Regions from separate parts of the Sus scrofa genome. Here region 1 is linked to region 2. The links are chromatin contacts, called in public Hi-C maps. All regions are on one chromosome and are shown on one strand. Each heading gives the region's core, a stretch centred on a gene start, on an enhancer-like site or on the middle of the called end of the contact. The rest is flanking DNA. Distances are from core to core; before and after follow the strand shown.

Region 1 (4,994 bases), core at 1,390-3,889, 130 kb after region 2:
CAAACATGCACATTACATGAGGAACAGGCCACTGGATTTTTGTGGCAGGGTCCCGCCACATATTAAGAAATCTAGAGGTCGTGACCCTTTGCCAAGGTGGAGAGCAGACGCCATCTTGGACTTCTAAGCCCCGGGCAGAATTAGGCATTTTCTCTTCTGGGCTCCCACAGCCCCAGGGCCCACAGTGCTTTTCAGCATTTCTTACTGCATGGTAGCCATCCTTGCTGCACAATGAGCTCCTCCAGAGAAGGAAGAGTAGGTGCACAGGTTAGGCACCTGGACTTTGGTGGCAGAAAGACCTAGCTTCACACCCTGATTGGGCCCCTTGATGACTGTGTGTGATTTTGCTGGAGGATGGAATTAGATAACAACTGTAAACATTTGAGTCTATAAAAATTACAACCAATATGTGGTAGCTGTTATTTTAATATTATTGAATATATACATATTACATATATTATGTACTACTATATACAAATAAAATATATTCATATACCATATGTAATAATACATTGACATTATAACATAATAACATATATTATTACATACAATAATATATTATTATTATACAATAATATTAATAACATATACAAATAATAAAAGTTGTATCCATCAGGATTCAGGACAGGAAACAGAAATCTGCTTTATTTATATTAACTAGGAGTTAATTTAATGATTGGGAACGAAGCTAATAAAGGAATAAGTTAGCAGAAGGGCTGAAGGAGCAGATTCTATATAGTCTGGGGCTCCAGAAACAGCCTCCAGAACATGGAAATGACCTAGCAGGGGAGGTACCACCTCTGGGGCACCTCGGGTGGTGGTTTGGAACCCTCAAACCTGGGCTCCCTCTGCTACAGCCCTTCCCTCTCAGTGCCCCAAAAGTTGGAACATGAGCACCATGGCCAAAAACCTTCACATTTCCACAACCTTGGTTGTCAGCAAAAATGCCTACAAGAGGTCAACTTAAATAAGCCTTGCAGGTGGGAATTAAGCAAAAAGACTCATTATTTGGGAATCAAAGATTTGCAATTTGGGCACACAGATTTGGACAGCAGCCCAAATAGTGTTCTACTAGGGCTTTTAAAGACAGAGAAGGCAGGTCTGCATTACAAAGACTTAAGCTAGTCTTGGCTGAAGGGCTATCACTAGTGGGAGGTAAAAGCTCCTGGCCTCCAAGGTTTATGCTACAAACTGCAGGCCACACACACAAACACATGGAAGCATACATACCACACTCATCACACCATTCTCCTTACCATGCACAAGCACAGAGACACTCACCACACATATACACACACCACATAACCACACACACACAGACACAAATATACATATCACAAATATATACACACAAATATACACACCATGCCACACACATAAACATATACCACATATACACACATAGACACAACACACACACGGCACACACAGTCTCACACATTATATATGTACCACAAACATGCACAAAGCACACATATACTGCAAACATATACACATGCATGAATATACTCCACTTCTCGGTAAGGGTCTCACTATGGTTTAGCCACATGATAAGAGGTTTAGAACAACGGCTGTGGACTGGGAATGTGGGAAGTATGTCTACAAAACAGTATCAGAAATGAAAAAAGCAGAGAAAGTGATATATACACAAAGACGAAATCTGTTAAAATGTATGTATGATAATTATAGGGACAGGAAAACAAAGTAAGCAACGTGAATAATAGACGTTTAATAACCTTTGGATCATTTTCTGCAAAAGGTTTCAGTTGAGCAGTAAAATGTTTCCAGTGACTGCTCTTTAGCCCAACACAGTCGCTGTGTAGCCACTGACTTATTTCCATGGGGCAGGGTCTGCTTGGCCCCTAGCGCATTTCTTTCCTTTGTTGTTGCTATTTCTTGGGCCACTCCTGCGGCATATGGAGGTTCCCATGCTAGGGGTCGAATCGGAGCTGTAGCCACCGGCCTACGCCAGAGCCACAGCAACTCGGGATCCGAGCCGCATCTGCAACCTACACCACAGCTCACGGCAACGCCGGATCGTTAACCCACTGAGCAAGGGCAGGGACCGAACCCGAAACCTCATGGTTCCTAGTCGGATTCGTTAACCACTGTGACACGACGGGAACTCCTTTTTTTTTTTTTTTTTTTTTCTTTTTTTTTTTTCTTTCCATTCTGAATGCACCTGTTGTTAGGTGGACAGCCCAACGAGCCCCTGCAGTGTCTACTGATGACAGAGCTTGCCATCCACTCCATCTTGTTCTTCCAAGCTCCCTTTCTGCCCCACATTTCTGCCCCACATTCTTGCCTCCAAATACAAACAGGGAAATTTAGGAATTTGGTGCTGACCCTATTGAGACACCAGCTTCCCACAGTCCCACTTTCTTCTAGAGCTACAGTTCATCTCTGTGTGCCTAGGGGGCGCTCAGGCCCAGGAGTTGAAAATGTCGGAAGTTCCCTTTAGTATTTCTAAGGCCCAGAAGGGAAGGGCTGGAAATCGAATTTAAGGGGTTACCAGTGAGAATGGTGGCTGGGGGTTGTCCAGGAGGAGAGGGTGGGCTAGTTGTAAATATATCTCCAAGACTCACCATCTCATTGAAGTTCAAATCTAAAAAGGATCATACAGACCGGCAGGTATAATCCCTTCATTTCTCAGATACAGAAGAATGAGTGATATGTTTAGAGTTAAAACTAGTTAGAAGCAACTCTATACCAACAGATGTAGAATTCTTCTCTCACGGAGCAAATGATTATCATTTTTTTATCTTCCTGTTCTACAGTACTCTTTCACTGATTCAATGTATGGGCCAAAATTTTATTCTGGGTATGAGACTATTAGAGAAGCTAATCAATATATTTATATACCTTAAGACTATTTAGTAGAAGAATTAGAAAACAATTACACAATAGTCACAAATCAGTTGTTTGATGCAAACATGTCCTGCTTTAATATAGTTCAAAATACAAACATCCAAATTAAAAAATAAGGTGTGATTGCTTCATTATAAAATATACCTAGTTTGTGGCTTTTTTTAAAGAGGAAGTTTCTTTTCTTTTTTTTTTTTTTTGGTCTTTTTAGGGCTGCACCTGCAGCATATGGAAGTTCCCAGGCTAGGGGCTGAATCGGAGCTGTAGCCTCTGGCCTACACTACAGCTACAGCAACACTGGATTGGAGCGGCATCTGTGACCTACACCACAGCTCACAGCAACACCAGATCCTTAACTCACTGAGAAAGGCCAGGGATCGAACCTACATCCTCATGGATGCTTGTCAGTTTTGTTAACCACTGAGCCATGACAGGAATTCCTTCTTTAAGAGGAAGTTTCTCCCACGCATTTCAACACTGAAGTTTTCAGGGAAAGGGGGGCATAACTCAAGGAAAATGAGGATGAATCTGTGTGGAGTTTTGGCATCCCATCCTGAAAATTCTCATGTGTGTTTTACTATGTTTACAAAACAGCAAGAAACAAGGACAGAGGGATTAGTGATGAGGACCAGAGGTCTAATCCCACACTGGCCATTAATCCCAAGACCTTCCATGTGTCTCTGAATTTTGTGAGCTCCAAGTTCCCCTACAAAATGACAGGCTGAGACCAGACATGCTCTCTGGGTCCTTCTTAGGTTGCAAAGCAGAGTGGGAGTGTGGACAGACAGAAGAGTCAGACCAACGGGAGCTGGTTCACCTCCATCTGTGACTCTGAGCCAGTTGCTTCTCCAGACTGCAGTTCTCTTTAGAATATAAAATGCATGCTACCCACGATGCAGGATGTTTGTTAAATGAGAAAATACATACAGAGTGCTTAGACACTGCCTGCCACATCATTGTGGAAGTAATTTTATTTATCCCCACCTCTAACCTTGCCATTGTCAGTTAATAACCACATCAATTTTACAAAGAATTCACGGCATCTGCCTGCCTTAGGGTAACATCTTAGGGATTCAGTCCCAGAGTCCCTAAGTCCTTAAGGACTTGGCCTTTTGCTTCCACAAAATGCCTTTTGCTATCGATGTGGGAGGGATGGAAGCCAGATGGATGGAGGGGGTCCCCACTCCCCTGCCACCATTGCAGCTTTTTGGAGCACACTTTTCTCCCGCTGTGGTTTGGCTTTATTTGTTTTGTCTTCTTTGAGTTTTGCTCACTTGCTCTTTAGAGATGACTTCATTTTTTTGAGATTCACTTTTTCACCTGACTCTTCCTTCACTCATGCTATTATTTCCTGATTAAGTCATTTCCCCAAACTCCCCTCTCTTTCATCTGGCTAATGCTCCAGGGCTTAGCTTTCCTCATGGAAATTTTTCTGAACCATCACTGCCCTGCTATTTGCTTTCATAGCACCCCGCGTGTCTCCTTCCTAACACTTACCACAATTATAGTCACATAATTGTGTCATATTAGTCTATCTCCCTTACCAGGCTGCAGCTCCCAGAAAGCAGCAATCTTTTCTATTTTATTCAGAGATCTGCCCCTCACAGTAGACTTACTGGTACATAGTAAAATTCCATGAATATGTGTTGAGTGAATGGGTGGCTAAATGAATGAAAAATGAATGAGTGAATGAATCCCTGAAGCCAGCTGTCATGCCTGGCTCATTAGTAGCAGTTCTGTCCCTTTTCTCCTTCCATATTTAGTTTCATCTTCACTCTTGGCAGGATTTCTTCACAGCTTCTCTTACACTCTTAAAGAAGGAATTGATTTATTGCTGCCACAAAAGATTCAACCAAAAAGGCCCGATAGATCGATAGATCGTGATTTTAGGGAAACAATCCTGCTCATGCATCCACAGTTGGCATTCTAATCTACTTTGGGATATCCATGCGATTAGCAAGAGATGCTGAGGGGCTAAAGGATCTTATTGATGACAGAGCTCAGTTTGGATTCAATTTTGACAATTTTTTTCTGCCCCACAATTCACTACTAACAAGTCTAGGTTGGGTCTCCCTTTTGTTATGGGATTTTCTACTCTCATCAGGCTCCCAGGTCATCAAATGAGCAGG
Region 2 (4,544 bases), core at 786-3,285:
GGTAACTTCCCACCACACCTAGAACCTCTCAGACCAAGTCTCAGGCCACCTGCTCACTCCCTCTCCAGCCACAGCGTCTTTAGCATGCTTCTTAGATATGCCGCATTCTTTGCGACCCCAGGTCCGTTGCATAGGCTGGCATGCTTTCTTTTTTTGAAATCACACCCCTGCCCCCACCCTAATCCTCTCCATCTCATGTTGAATATTACTTCCTCTAAGAAACCTGGCTGAATGCCTTCCTTAAATCAGGGTGCTGTGCGGATGCCGTAGAAGGGGTCCACACACACTTTCTGCCATCAAGTGGTCCACACTCTGGTGAAGCAGATGAGGAAGTGAGCGGGTGATTTGAAGTTTGCTAAGAGCCATGCTGGGGCAAACCCAGAGCATATGGGGGCACACAGGAGAAACCCTTAGCTCAGCCATAGTGGTGGAGATTCAGGAAATGACGGAGCAGAGGCCCAGAGGATGAGCAAGAGTTAGTCCAGAGAGGGTGGGAGGCGCCGGAGAGAACACAGGGACCTGGGAGCCTTCTGATGGCTGGAGTGAGAGGAGGTGGAAGGGGCTGGTGCTCTAGAGATGAGGATGCAGGGCCTTCGGACATGCTAAGGATTTGGGCTCCCTCCTGGGGATCATGGGAGTCCACTAAAGGATGATTGTTTTGTCTTTCAAAGGCATGCAGTTCTTTCCTGAAGCATTAGGAGCAGAAGCAGACCATGCTTGCACTTGGCCCCCATGATGTTTGGCCCCAGAAGGAGTGCAGAGCTGGCACTGGGGAGCCAGAGGACCCCAACCTTCTGGGGCACAAAACAAGGCCAGAGGAGAATATTTGGCTCCAATCCTGGAGCCACGAGAGCTACAGAATGTCCTGGACTACTGGCCTCCCACCCACGACCCAGATGGTTTGATTCACCCACCTTACGACAGGTACACCTTCTCCATTTGATTCTCGTGCCATGTCTCGACCTTCGTTGTACCTGTTATCAGTAGAATCTGCTACAGACCCTGCTGTGCAGGAACAGTGAGTTCCTTTGTTTTCTTTGTGGTTTGAAGGCCTATTTCTCTACTTCTGGGTCTATGTCGAGATCGCCGAGTCCTTCACAGGCCCAGAGGTCCTTGGACTTTGTCTCCACGGGTTGCCATGGAGACAGCCAGGGCCCATAGCTGCCTCTCTGCCGTTCTCAGGACCTGGAAGCTCTTTGCAAAGCTGGGAGGGCAGCACGTCCTGGCACGGCAGCCACTTCCCTCTGGGGCCTTGATACGCCCCTGGGGCCCTGTGGGGCCAGGTGCCAGGTTGGGAGTGGTGAGTTGGAGCCCTGGCCCCACGTGGGCCAGACCTCTGCAGAGGGAAGAAGCCCTCCCTGCCTTCTGCTTCCCCTGGTTACTCGGCCCGTTCTTTCAAACCCAGGCTTCTCTCTTGTACTTTTATAATAGCCCTGGAGGCCTCTAAAACCCAGAATCTAGTTTGAGCAACTGAAAACTGGTTTCCCTTTCTCATAATCCTTACATCTGCTCAGAAATTGAGGGGAAATGTTTGCATTTCATCCTCTGGCGGGTAGCCAAGAAATGGATTAAAAGGAAAACCATTCCGTTTCCATATTCCAGCAGCCGGAATGTCTTGCTAGTCCTGTTGCCTGAAATCTCCTCTCCCATCTTTCACCTGCCTGACTCCCACTTAACCTCAGCTCAGATGGAAATTATCCATATTGCTGAATCCGAATCGCCCTCCCTTCTCACTCCCCTGCACTACTTCCCTCGGTGTGGCCAGCCCACACCTGGCTGGGGTCAAATGTGTGATAAACTGAACCGAATCCAGGGCAAGATCTGCTTGTTGACTGGCAGGTGCCCAAGAAAGATGGGTTTAAACGAGAGGCTCCAGGAAAGGCACAGGACTGGGGGGACACTGCAGTTCTCAGAACTGGGCATTCGAAGGCAGAACGGGAAAGGGAGGGCTGGGCCACGCCCCCTGAATCCCACCTCCACTTACACCAGGCAGCTGACGATGGGAGACGTTTCTAGGATGTACCAGCAGGTGGCAGCATTGCCCCTCAGATGAAGGGCTCCCTCGGCAAGATAAGCTAGAACAGCTTCCTGCTGTGGGAGGCAGCCCCCCAGGTCCCCTTCTTCAGGCCCCAGTCTGAGGGTGATTTGAGGCACAGACAAGGCCTGTGCTCTATATGAAGTAGGGATCTGTAACCATTTGTGGATCCAATTTTTTTTTAATTCTAAGCCTAGATCTAGAGGTAGATCCACAGGCCTCAGCCAGAACCACTGACTCAGAAGCTCCTGGGTGGTCTCTGGGAAGCCCCAGGTGATTTTGATACAAGCAGGTCAAATTCTCATTTGTGTGATTAGATTCTGAAGGCCAGCCTTTCAGGCACCAAATTGACTTTATCCATAGGAAAACCTAGCACAGCTCAGCCCACAGCCCCCACCTGCTCCTCTGCCCAGAGGCACAGAACTTCAAGGGCAAGGCTGAGCAGGTGGCTCCAGGCATCGGTAGGAGTGGGCTGCTGGTTGCAAAGATAGCAGTGCCCTCCCGCACAACCTCGCGCTCCCATAGCTCCCTCATCTCTCCTTGTTCTTTTTTTTTTTTTTTTTTTTTTTTTTTGTCTTTGTCTTTTTGCCATTTCTTAGGCCGCTCTCGAGGCATATGGAGGTTCGCAGGCTAGGGGTCGAATCGGAGCCATAGCCATTGGCCTACGCCAGAGCCACAGCAACATGGGATCCAAACCGCATCTGCAACCTACACCACAGCTCACGGCAATGCCAGATCCTTGACCCACTGAGCAAGGCCAGGGATTGAATGCGTAACCTCATGGTTCCTAGTCGGATTCGTTAACCACTGAGCCACGACGGGAACTCCTCACCTTGTTCTTACACAGGCCTTAGCTCTGTCTGCAGCCAGAACACAACCCACCCACCTCCAGCTGAGCTTTAACCCCAGGACTCACTGATGGGTCTGCTGAAGGAAGCGGTCTCGTGGCCAACTCCGCCACCTCTCAAGCAGGTGGCATTTCCAGCAGCACCCCATGAAATTATGCTGTGGTGTTGGGGAGGGGGGCAAGTTGGCAGGGCTACCCACATGTGGAAAATCTGGGGTAGGGTGGACCCAGCTCACCCCTGGAAAGGAACTTTGAGCACAAAACCAGAGAGAGGGCCAGAGAGGATGTGCCATCTGGGCAGACACAGGACCCCCGAACCCAGTCCTTGAGCTTGTGGTAGGGTCATGCTTGACACCAGCCCAGCAAAGCCACGTCCTAAAACCAAAGAGGGAGCAGTCCGAGAGGCAGGATCGCTGTCTTCGGGGAGCAGAGGACTTCTGTGTGCTCCAGCCCCTCCCCACCTCCCTGCCCCAAGGATCTCATGGCCGGACGTTGCAGGCTTCTCCCCTTCAGTGAAAAGTTTGGGGTCTTTGCTTAATGAGGTCAGGATATTTGGCGCAGACAGCAGGCAGGATGGAGAAGGAGGGGCCACAGGGTGGGTAAAGCCTTGCTCTCTGCCTTTTTTGGCTCCAACCTGACTGCATCACCCCACTTCATGCTTCCTTCTGAGTTTGCCTACGACAAGGAAAGCTTCCACCAGGAAATCCCCTCTCAGCCACCCCATGGGCCCCGGTGAGTGGGTGTAGGTGCCACGGACAGGGTGGGGAGTGGCAAGCCCATGACACGGCTGGTGCCCCACCCTCCCCACGTCTCTCACAGCCTCACCCCTGTTGTCTGGAAAAGGAGCATCTCAAGAACAGAGCCGCCTTGCGTTCCAGGAGAATGCACTCTTTCTCTGCTATCTAATGGCGCTCTGGCCAAAAAAATGTGCATCTCCCTGCCTTCCGTTCTTCCTCCTCGAGGGCCTCATGGTGTCCTTTATCAGCCCACATTGCCGAGCTCCGGGAAACAGGTGAGTTATGTCCACTGGGAGCAGACTCCTCCCTGTGGCGTCCCCAGATCTCGGCATCTGGGGCCAAGTCCCTCCTCCTCTGCCCCAGGCCTGCCACCTCCCATGAGTCACTCAGGTAACCAGGAGGGCAACCACAGGAGGAAAACCACCATCGTTGCCCTGCGGGGCAGTCCCCACTCGGGGCAGAGTAGAGCCGGGCACTACTCACAGTCCACAAAAGTCAGGCCTGTCAGAGATGCTGGGCGGGGCAGCCAGAGAAGCATCCCAGGACTCAGCCTGCATCCTGATTTGCGAATGCTGATGTCAGCATTGCCTGATGCCCTCTTATGGGGTAAGAACCAGGAAGGGCAGAAATAATGAGGCCAGAATGGTGCTGGGTGAATTGTATGGAAAACGAGCATTGAGTCCATCACGCCGGTCAACGCCTTTTCATAAACAAGCTGCCTGCTGCTCTTCCTTCCTGGCTCATCCCAAACACACCCTCCCTCCTCCACGTCCATATCCCAGATTTGCTGCTTCATTTGAACACATGTGGTTCCTTTATGGTGTGTCCTCTCACCCGGGGAGCCCTGGGTGGCTTTGGTGACAGAGCAGCTCTTGGGCTTGGGGTCCTGATTTGGCTACACCTCTCAAAGTGAGGGGAGAGATGC

The links. Hi-C and Micro-C count contacts between places; a contact is called where the count stands out from the background.
Region 1: a contact with region 2 is called in a Hi-C map of alveolar macrophages, with 2.9 times the contacts expected there. The contact joins two enhancer-like sites. A contact is called at or near these places in 1 of 5 promoter capture datasets (liver), 10 of 47 Hi-C or Micro-C datasets (alveolar macrophages, embryonic fibroblasts, fetal skeletal muscle and 5 more) and 2 of 2 datasets of contacts at active chromatin or transcription factors (alveolar macrophages and skeletal muscle).

Annotation. Positions count from the first base shown.
Region 1 is chr9:123,651,637-123,656,630 of Sscrofa11.1, forward strand. All of the region lies in intron 1 of ZNF648 (a long non-coding RNA gene), which reads right to left. Among named protein-coding and RNA genes, the nearest start is that of ZNF648, 53 kb to the right of the region's middle. Within about 2 kb of position 2,640, at least 9 of the 83 cell types and tissues checked have an H3K27ac peak or open chromatin away from gene starts, as enhancers often do. A contact at or near this core is called in alveolar macrophages, where this site is marked.
Region 2 is chr9:123,520,521-123,525,064 of Sscrofa11.1, forward strand. The region is part of intron 10 of ZNF648 (a long non-coding RNA gene); the gene reads right to left. Among named protein-coding and RNA genes, the nearest start is that of ZNF648, 180 kb to the right of the region's middle. Within about 2 kb of position 2,036, at least 7 of the 83 cell types and tissues checked have an H3K27ac peak or open chromatin away from gene starts, as enhancers often do. A contact at or near this core is called in alveolar macrophages, where this site is marked.